Regions from separate parts of the Mus musculus genome. Here region 2 is linked to region 1. The links are chromatin contacts, called in public promoter capture Hi-C maps. All regions are on one chromosome and are shown on one strand. Each heading gives the region's core, a stretch centred on a gene start, on an enhancer-like site or on the middle of the called end of the contact. The rest is flanking DNA. Distances are from core to core; before and after follow the strand shown. Region 1 holds the start of Arl6ip1 (ADP-ribosylation factor-like 6 interacting protein 1). Region 2 has its middle 12 kb from the start of Gm35083.

Evidence for each region. Promoter capture Hi-C pulls out the DNA fragments that hold promoters and counts their contacts.
Region 2: a promoter capture Hi-C map of hippocampal neurons shows a contact between it and region 1, with 2.1 times the contacts expected there. The contact joins the enhancer-like site here to the promoter of Arl6ip1 in region 1. A contact is called at or near these places in 8 of 39 promoter capture datasets (the C10 cell line, cranial neural crest, hematopoietic stem and progenitor cells and 4 more), 8 of 484 Hi-C or Micro-C datasets (B cells, the G1E-ER4 cell line, the STO cell line and 5 more), 7 of 115 datasets of contacts at active chromatin or transcription factors (the HPC-7 cell line, acute myeloid leukemia, bone marrow-derived macrophages and 4 more) and 2 of 9 other capture datasets (adipose tissue and liver).

The regions. Positions count from the first base shown.
Region 1 is chr7:118,126,844-118,134,266 of GRCm38.p6, reverse strand. Arl6ip1 (ADP-ribosylation factor-like 6 interacting protein 1) reads left to right here and starts at 4,642. Exons shown (of 6, transcript NM_019419.2): 1 at 4,642-4,798; 2 at 7,000-7,133. The coding sequence starts at 4,763. It overlaps Smg1 (SMG1 homolog, phosphatidylinositol 3-kinase-related kinase (C. elegans)), which reads left to right. Exons shown (of 63, transcript NM_001031814.1): 63 at 1-2,955.
Region 2 is chr7:118,311,545-118,318,967 of GRCm38.p6, reverse strand. No RefSeq gene overlaps it. Among named protein-coding and RNA genes, the nearest start is that of Gm35083, 12 kb to the left of the region's middle. Within about 2 kb of position 4,922, at least 35 of the 459 cell types and tissues checked have an H3K27ac peak or open chromatin away from gene starts, as enhancers often do. A contact at or near this core is called in hippocampal neurons, where this site is marked.

The DNA of each region.
Region 1 (7,423 bases), core at 3,393-5,892:
TCAGTAATGCCTGCCAGCAGCACCTTTAATTTCAGCTGGTGGCCTGTGATGGGTTCTGTTTACCTTTTGCAACATTTTATAGCTTGTTTAGTGACTAGTGTGTAGTGAGTCACGATCAAGGCATCCTTCAGCTTAGCATTTTCAGTACTCACTGCTGATCCTTGGTAGAAGTGCAGACTAGAATAGAGCTAAAAATCACGTATCAACACAGAATAGCACATGGTATTTTGAGTCTTTTTATCCCCCCCCCCCCCCCTGCATTTTAGCAACTAGTGTGGCGGCCACTTAATTTGCCAGCCTCTCCAAGCCTGAAAAGGTCCAGGTGTCTAAGCTCTTCTCTGACTGCAACGAGTTGAATTCTAATCCTCACAGGATGGATGCCAGTGTCGGCACTTTCTTAATTATGAGTATTGAAAGGTGCTGTTTTCAGTCTCCACATGTCTGCTGACAAGTTAAAGAATCTAGCATATCGCATTTGGTTTTACTTGTTGATTTTGAGCCTTATTGTCACAAAACAGCCTAGCTGGAATATTGATGCCATACTATATTTTGCATGCTATTTTCTTCCCTAGAGGCATTGAGGGCAATTGCACTTTGGCTCTCTCAAGATGTGTCATTTTCAGACATTCTTCATGTCAGAAGAGCTTTTGTTGTAAGGAGAAAACCAGCTCAGACTTTTGTCCCTGTAGGTGATGGTAGTGGTCAGAAATGGCTTTTGCTTTGGTAATAAGTGAATTTTATTCCCCAAGAGTCTCAGGCATCAGAAGTACTTGGCATCTTAATCCAAGCAAAAATAAGACAGCTTAAAAAACAACCAAAAAAAATGTGCCTCTGGTGAATTATCCATCCTTTTTTTAAAATGTTAAACTGGTCTTTGAGAAAAGAATAGTGCAGATAAGAGCAGCCAAGGACTTCAAAGCTTGTTGATCACTGCACTCTGGATAAAACCCTTGGCTTCCTGTTCAAATAGCCTTTCCAGGTTTAACTTCTTTAAGGAGCCTCAAGTGAAAAAAACAAAAACAAAACAAAAAACCCAGGGCCACTGGGGGAATGTTTTATGAAATCATGTAGAGTGCTGTAGTTTTGAAGTCATCCGTTTTTTGATGACAAAGTACCTGTGGAAAACCAGGGATATTTTTTTTTCCTCAACTTCTTCTCTTTACTCCCTACCCCTCTCCTCCCTAATTCTGTCTTCCTTCTCTCCACTCTTTTAAGATTCAGAGGGTACAGAACAACCTCTATTATTTCAGAGTACCCTTGAGAATTGAAATGTATTTCGATTAGTTGTCTTTAATTAGCTAGCTAGAGTCAGTTGATATCTCTACCAAGCTGAAGCCTAGTACCTACGAAGCTATTTCTTTACCAAAGTCTCTTGCTTCTGCTTATGGTCGTGAGCTGATCACGCAGTTTGCTAGATGATTTGACACTGGTGGTGAGTTCTTTTGAGGCGTGAGATTTCTATGTGAAACTGATAGGTCTTGATCTGCTTTCTTAGATCACTGATTCAGAGCTCAAAGCCCAGGTTCAGGGTAAGAATTTGTAATACAGAAGAAGAAAGACTCCCTTCACTTTGCCCTTAACACTTGCCTCTGTTATCTAAGCTTCGTTAATAGATTTCTTAATATCATCCAATGTTTGGTGTTATCTGCATTGTTTTTTTTTTTAAATTGTGGTTGTTCTGATGTGTGAAATTTAAGGAAAGAGCCATTTAATAAATGCCAAGCAGGGCAATGCAGCCAAATATTAGAGTTGATGTGCAGTCTTAGGTCCTTTTTAATCTGGGGTATTACAGGCAGTACTTTAAATCAGAGTCTTCCTGGCCTTTTTCCCTCCACCTTTTTGTAGTTACTCGGGGGCTTACTTGTGCAGTACTAAAATCAAAGGAGCTGGTTCTTCTTTTCTCCCAATCTTTTCTTAGTAATGAACACACCTACAACTAGCCTGCCACTCCCAATCACACACAGCAGATGTCAGTGCTGTGCTAATATTAGCTGCATTTCCTGCAGGGCAGGGATGCGACCTTGCACATGCTAGGCAAGCTCTCTACCCTGAGCTACGTACATCCTAGCCCTTAGAACTACCACCCTGAAGCATCTTTGTTTCCTGTGTTCAGACGCAGACGAAGACCAACATTGTTTTATATGTTGAATTTATAAAATGCTAGTAATTTAGAACCCTCCCCCCAAATCAAGGAGGCAAAAAATAACGCACTAGTCACTGAAGTTCATCCTCAGTTACCTCGATAGGGTAGGTAGATTCCTAATAGTGCTGGTGAGCATCACAATGCTGTGCAAAGATTCAAGAGGAGGCAGTCACTGTACTTTGCCTGCTTTTGGGCCTAGATAACGTCACTGTCTACAAAAAGCTAACTGCTTAGGTTTGAAAAGGCAACCATGTAGAGAAAACTTGACAATTGGGGCTCATTGGGAAGTTCTAGTGCTAATGTTAAAAACTCAAATCAGCTGGCTATTTGAAGATGGCAAAGAATATAGTTCTGAAATTTTATTTTTCCACAACAGGGTGATTGGCAGTGGTTGTTCTCCCTTTTTCTGACAGTGTGGTTCAGCTCCTGTTTCAGATTCTGTGTCATTTTTCAATTTACAAGTCACTTAAGTTTCTACCTGGAATGTCAGGTGGCAATGACATCACATTTTGTGTTTTTTTTTTTTTTAAACTCTTATTTAAGAGTAAGTTGAGTTGAACTGAATCTTCCTTGTCTTAGTAACATTGTACAAATAGTGGCTTATTTTTAAGTTGTAATGCCTCCTGATGGATATAATTTTGTGCTTGTATTTAAGATTAAAAGTTGAATAAATAACACCAGCTTCCTGAAAATGTCCATAATGCATCATTTGAAAAACAAAAACACCTGCCTACTTTACATTAACATGGTAAAGATTGTATGAAATACCTGTTTTTCAAAAAAATAAAAATAAAGGTTCAAGTCTTAAAAAGATAACAGTATCTAAGCTCTGAATTTATTGAAGTAGATCCCAGAAAGTTTGTTTTGCAATAGTTTTGTGGCTTTTTTTTTTCATATTATCTCTCCAAATTAAAAAAATTTCTTAAAAAATGTTTTACTCCCTTTTGAACAGCGAGTTAATTATTTCAGTAGGAAAGTTCTTAGATAAGAATCGACACCTTCAATCCCAGGGGAGGCAAGGATAGGTGGAATTTCTAGGCGAATCTGGTTTATAAAGCAAGTTTCAGGACAGCCAGGATTACACAGAAAATGCATGAAGCTTAATTTTAGCAATATTTAAAACAAAACTGCAGAGCCTTAATTGTGAGTGAAAGCTCTGAAAGAAGAAGAGTATTTGCAAAGATCTTCTTCATTTGCAGTGCCAAAGTTCTGAGGAAGATTTGTGTTACGAGCTTCATCTTCTGACACATTTCAAAAGGTCACTTTGTGGTAGAAAAAGAGGTGTTTGTAACCTCTGAGCCATTTGGAAGGTTAGTGAGAGCTGGATTGGGACCTGGGACTGGCCTAAACTTAAATTTTACTTTGGGAACACCGACTAAACTAAGCTTTCTGGGGCAGTAGCCAAGTTGCCAAGGAAAAACTTATTACTCTGCCCTCTCTTAGCAAAGTGACTGCTCCTGGTACCACCAAGATGGGCACCTCATTGCTTGGTAGCAGCTGTTTGGGTCCTTTTGTTCTCAATACTGAGGAGAAGGAGGGAATTCCAGGCTTTACAATTTTTGACATGATTTCTGTATCAACCGAAGTCATAATATCCCCCCCCCGCCCCGCCCACACACAATGAGCGTCCTTCCTGGTCAAAACTGTTGTCTGTACCTTCTAGTACTTTCCACAAGTTCTATGACAAATTGTATGCCCCTTTGACAGAGCCACCATAGGCCAGGAAGGGACCAGGCATATTTAGGAGCACTATGTGATCTCTCACATTTCTCTTTAACCTCCAAGGCCTTTAAAGAACCTGGGAATTAAGGAACGAAGTGTTTTTAAAAATAATTTAAAATTAGTTGAAGGTCGTATTTAGCCTGGCTTCCCCATACATCCATTAATCTATCAGTCTGAAGCCCTCCAACATCCGAATTGCTCCTCTACTCATCCATCCCTCCGAATGAAGCGCTCCCCTAGCTACCTGAAGTACTCATAGATTATCAAGTGAAGCACCCCGCAAATGATTCCCCCAAAAACTGGCTGCAAATGAAGCCCTTTAAGAGTTTGTGCATCTTCCATGTTCTCCAAAGGCCAGAGCTGGGGAGAAGGCACAGACAGCGCTCACTTGGGGCAGCCAATACTTCAGTCAGCAGGTGCCACAGCAACCTAAAGCGTCCTTGCCCTTCCAGCCTCCGCATAGGATGCCATTGCGCATCCCCTGCGCAGCTGAGCGGACAGGCGCCTGAGCGGTTTTGATTTCCAGCAGAAGAGCTAGGGACTAGAGAGGCCCCAGGATTTAGGAAGATCTGGGTGAGAGACTAGGTACGGCGGTTGAACCGCTTCCTTCCGCTCCGCCTCTCGAGGGCCACACCCCTGCACTCTGATTGGTCAGAGTCTTTCAGTTTCGCTCTCCTTTGACCTGGATTTCAAGTCATGCGCTAGCTGCCGGTTGGCCCGACTTCCCAGAAGCCGGAGTGCGGTCTACCCAATGAGGAGCGAGTTTCGCGAGGGCTGTCGGGAAAGGCAGCTAGCCTATATAAGCAGACTGCGGGGCGTTCCCCCGCGCTCGGGTTGCCTTGCTGGTGTTGGGGGGATAGTGTGTGTTCGCTCGTTGATAACCGCGAGTCTGGAACGATGGCGGAGGGGGATAACCGCAGCAGCAACCTGCTGGTGAGTTGCGGTGGTCAGTCTGTCCCCGGAGTTTCCGGATGGGCCTCCTGGCCTCGGTGGACTACCAGGGACAGCCAGGCCTTATCTCCACGGTGGAGGTCGCTGCTGGCGATCCCCAACGTCCCCCGGAATCCTGCACCATAAGGCTTGGGCCGTGCGTGAGGAAGTGTGAGAAGGGGGCTGTGGCAAGAAGGAACCTGGGTAACAGGTTGGGGCACTCGGCCGCCAGGGGCCTTGTCTAGCGCTCCGGCTCAGGCCGGAGACCTACCTGTTTTGCCCTTTGATCTTAATCTCATGTTCCGTAGATTATTTTTAATCATGATTCTTTTTCTCCTAAAACTTGGCGCAAGGGTGGAGGGTCAAAGGGCTGCTACAGAGAATTAGTTTATCGCTGACACAGAATTTGTTGGAGCTGGCTGGTTGGAGTTCACCGCAGGAAGCTGAAAACGGGTTCTGCGGAAAGGACAGTGGGGGATCCTGGCACTTGTCTGGGAACTGGCGAGGGACTCACGGGACTGGATGCAACTTTAAAAATGATTTAGCACGGATTTGACGGAGCTACACGAGATGATGGTATTAGAAGAGGGCGCGTTTGCTTCATTACAGGTCTTTGTTTTTGGTTAGGTCTTTGTTTTTGGTTTTTAAGGCTAGGTTTTCGTGTAGCTTGACGAGGCTAGCCTTGTATTTGTCATCCTCCTGTGCTGGGATTACAGTTGCGCATCACCAGGCCCTGCTAGTTTCAAATTTTTAACTGCATCACCCACCTAGGCAAGAACGAAAGATCTTTTTTTTTTTTTTTCTGTATTGTCATTCCCCAGAAAAGGCAGGCCATATCAGAAATGAAAAAAGCAATCAGCTTTTAATGCCTGCCTTTTTAACTGCTAAGTGCCGACAAGATTCTTCGGGACAGTTTTGATTAGTGCAAGATTTTCAGTTTGTATTTGTGTTTAGAGGTGCATTCCCTGTATCCTTAAATTCCCTACACACACACACACACACACACACACACACACAGTACCATACAATAGAGATGCTTACCCTGTACCCTTAAACTCCTCCTACACAATACCAGCAAACAATTCAATAAGAGGATTAATTGCTGTACAAGGAAACTATCATGGGAGAGGGCCTGATCACTACTATTTCCATCATTTTAAGGAGAGCAAGTCCATTAGTCTTGGATTTCCTGGATTTAAATATATTAACCCCTTTATGTCTCAGTCGCCTTATCTTAAAGTAGAGGTTGTGAGAATACCTTTTCCAGTTTTTTTGGAGCGTCAATTGAAGTATAACATGTAAAATGTTTAGGATTTCTAGTATGGGGAGATGTCAAAAGTACTTAGTCACATATCTCATCTTTATTAAAATTAGCCTGAACTGTTCTATATTTGCATATTCCTTTGTGAAGAGTTGATAGTGTCAGTTGGGCATTGTGTGTATGTAGTTCCTGGATGTTGAATCCAGAGTTCTGCACAAACAGGTTCTAAATACCTTCCGTTACCAAAGTCCCTGATAGGTTCAGGTCACAGTAGCCCATGGTAAAGGTGTGCTTTTGGCTAGTTGTCACATATGCAGAAAAATTTTGAGATTTAATTGAAATTCTATCATTAATGATGAGGAGCCATTAAGTGCTGAGCTCACATAGTTTGGTTGAAAGAGTTTTCTTTAATTCCACAGTGACTGCCAACATCAGAGTCATTCCATTATACAAAGCTATTTTAGAGATTTATGTACTTAGTGTTAAGGGAAAGGTTCTCCTGATGGATTTAGAAGGACTTCAATCAATAAAACGGCCAATCGACAGATCAATGCCAACCACCTGAAATGGGCAAACAGAATATTCAATCTAGTAATATTCTGAGCACTGCCTCTTGGCTCTGTGGCTGCATTTGGGGATATTAGTTTCCCATATTAAGCTCACTTTCATGAATATTGAAATAAATTGTGAAATCTTGGGAATATTATTATACATCATGGACATATGGCCCAGTGCTAAAATGACCATTAAAGCCTAGGCTTTTTCCTACCCATGGATTTTCATATTTGGTGCCAAAATTGCAGGTTTTCATGACTCACCTTGTTTAAGATAACAGTTTTGTAAAAGGCATTTTACGTGTTTTTGATGCCTGAGAAAGTACTCTCTGAGCCACCAAAGTGTTGAGATTGGCAAAGTAACAGTCTTAACTGTTGATCATGTGTAGGCCGTGGAGACTGCAAGTCTTGAAGAGCAGCTGCAAGGCTGGGGAGAGGTGATGCTGATGGCTGACAAAGTCCTTCGATGGGAAAGAGCCTGGTTTCCACCTGCCATCATGGGTGTGGTTTCCCTGCTGTTCCTGTAAGTGAGATTCTATTGCTAATGCTCAGAGGGTTCATAGCCTGTGCTTAGAGAAGCTTTTGTAATACATAATCCAAAAGGAATGCCTTTATTGCAAGCAGCTTGCCCTCTTTCTAGATTTGTAGTCCTTATGTAAAGTTGTAACTTGATGCAGTTGAGTAAATCCCGGACACGCAAACTCTTGTGTTTCAGCACTCTTGCTTTATTATATTCCTTCTAGTAAATTTTGAGGACCCAGCTGGGCGTGGTGGCGCACGCCTTTAATCCCAGCACTGGGGAGGCAGAGGCAG
Region 2 (7,423 bases), core at 3,673-6,172, 180 kb before region 1:
TACAGCCTGTTTTGGTTAATCAAAAGCTAGATGCCCTTTGGCCAAGGTAGTTGTTATTGGGAGTAGATAAGAGAAGTAATGGCTTTTCCTGACAAACAGAAACCCCCTTCACTAGATTTCTGAGGCCAGGCTACCATTTAGGACAATATCAGCAGCACCGCCATTTGCCCACCCCCAGCATCCCACCCCACTCCACCCCACCCCCACCCCCAATTTGGGGAGAATGGAATGAACATCTAGGAACCTAACCTCATTGATCGGGTTGCAACTGTATATACTCCCAACAATGACGGGAGGCTGTGACTGCTTACCCAGATGTCATGTGCTCTCCACTGAGTCACCTGCACTGATTCCTGACATCTGGGGACACACCGTGTATGTTTGGGACACGGCTAAGCCCTTCAGCTGTGTAGTAGAGGAAACACTGGCCTCAGTGTTGACAAATCTAATTTCCTGACTCGCAGACATGGCTCTCGAACGAGCTGTGTGATGCTTTGTCTTTACAAAGACATTTAAACTGGCTTCTGCAAATGTGCAGGGGATTTGCTGGCTTGTGTCACTGACTTGAAAAATCAAAGAGTGCCTGGATTCCAGGAGAGGATTAACTGTGTTGCTGGGTTCCATGAGCCTGATGCTGTGCCTTAGCATCTTCTATTCATTCAAGTATGCTCGGAGTCTCCGGGTTCCAGAAGAGCCAATGCTATGCCTGAGACCTGAGTCACTTAGGGCAGGCTTCTACTTTTTATGAAAGCCCATCCTCAGAGTCCCTCTCCCCCCAGGAAGTACCTTTCAAATACAGTCTAACCCTAACCACCTCCCACAGTGGGCTTCCAGCTCCAAGAGGCAGTATGCCTGGCCCCATCACACTGGGACTAGATGCTAATCAGTGCTCAAGGAGGACACTAAGGCAGAAGGAAGAGAATTTGGGGAAGAAGTGTATGGCCCTAAGGATGCAGAGGATGAGGGCACATTTGGTTACAGTGTGCTAATGTATGCGTGGAGGATGTGCGATGAGAAACAGTCTTTTCTAGGAAAGGTAATTAGCCCGACAAGGGCCCATATTTCCCAAGCCCCTCCCTCTCCCTTTGCACTTATCAGTCAATCACAGATGGTGGACCAAGCTCCCACCAGTGAGATGAGACACACCACCTACGTGAGAGATAAACGATAGAAGCCATCTTGGCTGAGTATGCTCAGTAGCCAGCTTTGGGTTCTGGCTCATCTTCTCTGCAAGAAGAAATTGCCTTCCCAAATTACTTTCACTCCATTTGTATGTTCCTTCCTTTGTGCAACACTGAGATCATAGTTTTTGCCATAATGCCACCACCAGTAGCCCTTTAAGGACCCAGAGCCCGGAAATATAAAGTCTATGAACTTCCTTCGGAACGTACAAATGACACCTACCATTTGCCTCTATACCAGGGCTCCTATGAGTCTGTTAGAGGCTTAGAAATCTACTGGTGGGGGGCTGGCGAGATGGCTCAGTGGTTAAGAGCACCGACTGCTCTTCCGAAGGTCCCGAGTTCAAATCCCAGCAACCACATGGTGGCTCACAACCATCCGTAACGAAATCTGAGGCCCTCTTCTGGAGTGTCTGAAGACAGCTACAGTGTACTTACATATAATAAATAAATAAATCTTTAAAAAAAAAAAAAAGGACTCCAGGGTCAGGGGGAAAGGTCATCTGATGAAGCTAGAAATCCTAGCAGCAAGCTAAGGATCATGTAATAGATATCTGTGTTATAATTGCATTGCTTTAAAAAAAAAAGTAAGAAATCTACCGGTGGGCATGGCCTGATTAGACTACGGCTGAAAACCTAACAGGTGCCAGACAATGATGGACAATCCCTACATACCAGAGTACAGTTAAGTATTTCACATTGGCCAGTCCTGGCTTGCTTACTCTGACTCACCTCTTCCTGCACTTGGAAGGTCCCGAGCACTTCCCACCTGCCTTGACTGGTCACTGACTGATCTGTTAACACAGACAAATGGTAGGTACATTTAGCATCTGACATTTTGGCTAGATAATCATGTTTTTAATGCTAATAACTACACTAAGTGTTCTTACTGTTGTGACCATTTCAAGTGTGCAGCTGAGAATGTTAAACACATCCAGAGTGAGTCTCCATCACTTTTCAGTCCCCGCAGACCCCTGCTCAGGACTCCTCCACTCCCTGCTGACCACCATTCTTCTGCTTGCTGAACTGCTTTGTGGTGCTGGAGATCAGACCCAGAACCTTGTGCACACTGGGCAAGCAGATGCTTCTGGGCTACAGCCTCGCCCCTTGACGTTTGTTTGTTTTTTGTTTTTTGTTTTTTTTAATTGTGTGGCCTGGTCTCTATAGTGAATTCCAGGACACCCAGAACTATGTGGAAAGACCTGTCTCAAAACAAACAGGCAAAAAAATAAAAACTGTGTATGTGCAAATGTGTGTGTGTGTGTGTGTGTGTGTGTGTGTGTGTGTGTGTGTGTTCCGTCCTCAGGTTCTGTTTGTCTTGTTTGTTTGTTTGTTTGTTTGTTTGTTTGTTTGTTTTTTGGGGGGTTGACTCCAGTGTACATGAAAACCAGTAAAAAACAATACTGATTTAAGACTAATAGAGATCCTCTAATACCATGTCCACACTTACTCCATGACCTTGGGTACATTTTAGAACCTTTCTCCTTCATAAATGAGTGCAATTTATTTTGATTAAATCTACCCTTGACTCCCTCCACCTCTGACTCCTCCAGGGCCCCTCTTCCTCCCAATCTCACATCTGTATATGTAGGTGCATTTTACCTATGGGACCCAACTGGTGTTGCTCACACACACCTGGGTGTAGGGCTGTCCACCATAGCCTGAGCAACCTAACAGAGGTACCACTCCTGAAGAAAATTGATTTTGTCTCCCCTACAGCTGCCTGTAGCACCCCACTGTGGGGTGGGGCTTTGCAAAGGTAACACCCGTACTGGACTGTTAGCTAGACTGATCTTCTGCAGATCTTGTGCAGTCAACCCTGGCTGCCCAGAATTTCTGAGCACCTATACTTGTCATTTCTGGAAGACACTGTTTTACAGCTGTCTTCCCCAACCTCTGGCTCTTAACATATTTCCTACCCATCTTCTGTGATGTTCCCAGGATTGGGGTCAAGGCCTGGCTGCTGGATCTTCCATCCAGGCCCACCCTGGGTTGGGGCCTTTACTGCCTGGTTTTATGTCAACTTGACACAAGATAGAGTCATCTGAAAGGAGGGAAACTCAATCAAGAGAATGCCTCCATAAGATCCATCTGTAAACCATTTTCTTAGTTAGTGATTGGTGGGGGAGGGCCCAGCCTATTGTGGGTGGTCCCATTCCCAGGTTAAGTGGTCCTGGGTTCTAGAGGAAAGCAGTCTGCGCAAGCCACTAAGCAGCACTCTCCCATGGCTTTTGCATCAGCTCTCTCCTCCAGGTTCCTGCCCTGTTTGAGTTCCTGTCCTGACCTCCCTCATTAATGAACTGTTACCTGAAAAGTACAAATGAAATAAACCATTTTCTTCCTTTTGGTTGTGTTGTTTCATCACAGCAATGATAACCCTAACTAAGGCAGAATGGAAGGGTGTTGTGTCCAGCCAGTGGCTCACATGTCTGGGTTCTAGTTTGGAAAGGCATCTTGGAAACCTGGAAGAGAAGAGGGAGGTAGGTGGACGAGAAAAAGACGAAGCTAAGACAATATCCTGATCAAAGCTCAATTTTACTAATTTGTGCACCGAGTTATGAAGGAGGGGAAGGGGCCCGATTCCCGCCAAATCATCTTGGAGTAAGGTTGCAGGTGAACACGTGATGGCTCTGGAACAGCTGGGAGGCAGGCAGTGGGAGTGGCAGGACGATAGGGCGGCAAGCTCTGCCCCATGCTCTCTAACACCGAAACCTGAGCAAACAGGTTTCAGGCTGGGGAGAGGAGGTTACAGAAGGGAGCTTGCTGGGCCCCATCTTATGCTTTGGTCACGTTTCCCTGAATGTCTTTAATGTTAAGTTTATCACGTATGTGCAGCATCTCACTCGTCCTCAGGACAACCTCAGTGACTATTATTACACTCCTTTGAATGACCAGGAGATGAGCTCTCAGAGGAGTTAAGCTACCTACCCAAGGTCACACAGTAAGTGGCTAGGACAGGCTACCCCATTGGTGTAAGTGCCCCCCACCAGTGGCTTTACCTTACACACCCACTGCCAGAGAATCTCTGGTCCTCTTCAGTCTAAAACCTCAGTCATTTGGAAAGGGTCCTAAAAACAAGCTGAAGGTCCTTGCCTGTCCTGCCTCCCGGCTCTCCTGTCCTGCTTTGCATTCATGACAACATTGTTCTTGTTCCAACTCCAGGGCCAATGAGCTGTGGCCGGGATGAGCCTCTGAGTCACGGCACCTGCCAGACAGTGCTAACCTAATTTTCCAGGATCTTTGGGAGACATTTGGCTTCTGTCTCCCCAGCTAATAGCCCTGAGGAGAGTGGCAGCAGGCTAACAGGACCTGGGGCTCCCTGCCTGGTCCAGGAGAGCCCAGCCTGCAATATGACCTGATCCTGATTGGCAAAGTGGTCCTGACTTAGAGAGAGCCCTGTGCTGAATCACACTCTAAAACACGGGCGCCAAGCCACAAGGATGCTGCTAGAACATGCCTGGAAATGAAAGCAGATGGAGACAAGCACTGCTGGCTTTTACAAAGACTCGGGCTTGCTCGGATTGCAGCAGGATGGTGGAGCGCTATGCATGTACGAGGCTCTGGGCTCCACGAGAAAACAGACGGCGAAGTCGGAGCTCCCAGCACACACGCAAATAACCTAGCCTTCTATGAACACAAACAACACACCTCTAGCATCCAAAGGAATAAGAGGTAGTTTATTCTGTAGCCAAGTACATGTGACTATGGCTTGGAAATACAGTTTAGGTCACCACAAATCTCTGCCTGATGCCTATGAGGGCCTGAAGAGGGCATCAGATCCCCTGGGACTGGAGTTAACAGAGCACTGTGAGCCACCTTGTGGAGGCTAGGAATTGAGCCTGGTCCTCTGGAAGAGTAACCGGTGCTCTTAATCACTGAGCCGTCTCTGCAAGCCCTAAGGAAAACATATTATAAAGATTTTTATACTAACAGAACCGAGAAGGTCTTAAAATCAAGGTGTTTTTAAACTACATTGGTGGAAATATTAAGTGGGCAGTTACAGTATCGTAAGAAAATCACAGCTATTTGGTTTTTATCAGACAGGGTTTCTCTGCATAGCCCGGGCTGTCCTAGAACTCTCTGTAGACCAGGCTGGCCTTGAACTCAGAGATCCACCTTCTTCTGCCTCCCGAGTGCTGGGATGAAAGTTGTGCACCCCCACACCTGACTCCAAAAGGGGGTTGAATGCTTTGGCTTGTGAATTCACAGGATCTTAGCCTGTCAGGACAGGGGAGGCGTGATGGGTATTTTTCTGGTGATAAGAAGTGAGGTATTTTGGTGTATAATGGAACTTGTCTTGACTCCGACAGCACCATAAATAATGGCACAGGTATAAATCCATCCTCGGCACCGTTCTAAACTGGGCTGGTTACCCCACACCTGTCACTCAGGAGCTGGAGGGAGTGCAGAAATGTACCGCCAACCTCAGCAATGTAGTGAGTTCGAGTTCAGCCTGGACTGCATTAGACCTCGCGTCTAAAACTTTAAAAGTAAATAGTAAGTAATGAGAAATCAATACAACTTTCTATAGGAGCTCCTTCTGTAGCTGCGTGCCTACTGCTGTCTACACGGTGCGCTACAGAAACCCATTCTCTTCCCGTTGTTTGGCATTAGTTTAACTAATAAGGTTAAATACCTGCCACCAAAATGTCAGGATGGAAATCCACGACAACCCAAATCATCGATCAGAAAGCCTAGTTCATGGCTTCTGCGAAACAAACCTGTTTCGCGTGGGCCGCGCCGTCTTTTTCTAGTTAGGAGCCTGTGTGTGGAACTGAGGACCCACCCGAAAGCCTAGGTGTCTGGAAGGTGGCCATCACAGCTAAAAACCAAGTGCTCTCTGTCCATCTCGCCATCATTAAGACATCTAAGCAACGGCTCAAGGGGGCAGTGGCGGTGTGCCGGCCAGGGGCATCCATGTAGCAAATGGTAACTGAGCATGCCCCGTAGGTAAATGGCACCTAGGCACCCTAAGTCATAGCCCAAGCTCGGGGGCTTACAGGTGTTTTGACATAGCTGCTGTTCCAGTGTGAAAGCTAGAGTCTAAGGGATGTACAGACTCATTTAACAGTTGTTTAAACTTTAAAAATCTCCTAAGTAGCAAAGACCCACGGCTGCACTTGCCCAAAAGTTTGTCTGGTCTGCGTTTGCGGAGCCATCTCTGCGTTCACTCCTTTCCTTTGAAGTCCAGCCGAGCTCCCACAATTTTTATCCTGATTTGGCGTCAATGAACTCAATAAATTTCAACTTTCATTCTGGAAGGGGAGCCCGTTGCAGAAATACGTGGTGGGCATAGTTGTGCCTGTGCAATCCCAGCACTCAGGAGGTAGAGGCAGGAGAATCTTGAGATCAAGGCCACCGCCCGGATATCCATACTTCCTTTAGGCTTTGCCCCAGTCAGGGGTTCCCTTCTCCCCCCCCCCCACCCCCACCCCCGCTTTTGGTTTGGTAACAGCTAGAGTTGTACACAGGACTCTGATGTTATTTAGATGGACATTTCTGTGGTTACAAAGGATGTGACTCGGGAGCAGCCTAATGGAGGCACTAGGGAGCAAAGTGGGGGCCAGGGTCACCACCGAGTCACCCTGAGTCTGCTGGCTATATCACCCTCTTAGGGAGTTCACCATGCCCTGCCCGCCATTCAAGAGGGTCCATCACAGAGGCATGATGGCGTCAATCATTGGCCACTGGTGACTGAACTAAGGCTCCAGCCCCCTCCCCTCCCGGCAGAGGATGGAGAATGGAACTCAAACCTCCAATTTATAATCCCAGAAGCAGAGGCAGGAGTGTTAGCAGCTCCTAACCAGCAAGCTACACGACAAGACTCTCTCAAAATAATAATAATAATAAAAATAATTTATAAAAGTTCTAACTCCAATTCTTTCTTGTGTCTCTACTATCCAGTCCCCTCCCTGAAACTCCCTGGGGGCCCAAGGCCACCAGTGATCTTACTAGCACACCAAACGCAGCTTCAATCCTACGGCCTTCGGTGCTGCAGATGCAGTCAGTGTCTCCCAGGGGCTGAGGAGATAGTAAGCTGTGAAATATTTCATATAGAAGCGAGAGGCTTGAGTTCAATCCCCAACACCTGTGTAAAAAGGCTGGCACATCACAGTCAGCTGTAACCCCGGGCTGAGAGGGCAGAGACTGGGGGTCCCTGGGGCTTGCTGGAAACCATTCTAGACAGTCAGCTCTAGGTTCAGTGGAACACTCTGACTATAAATAAATAAATAAATAAATAA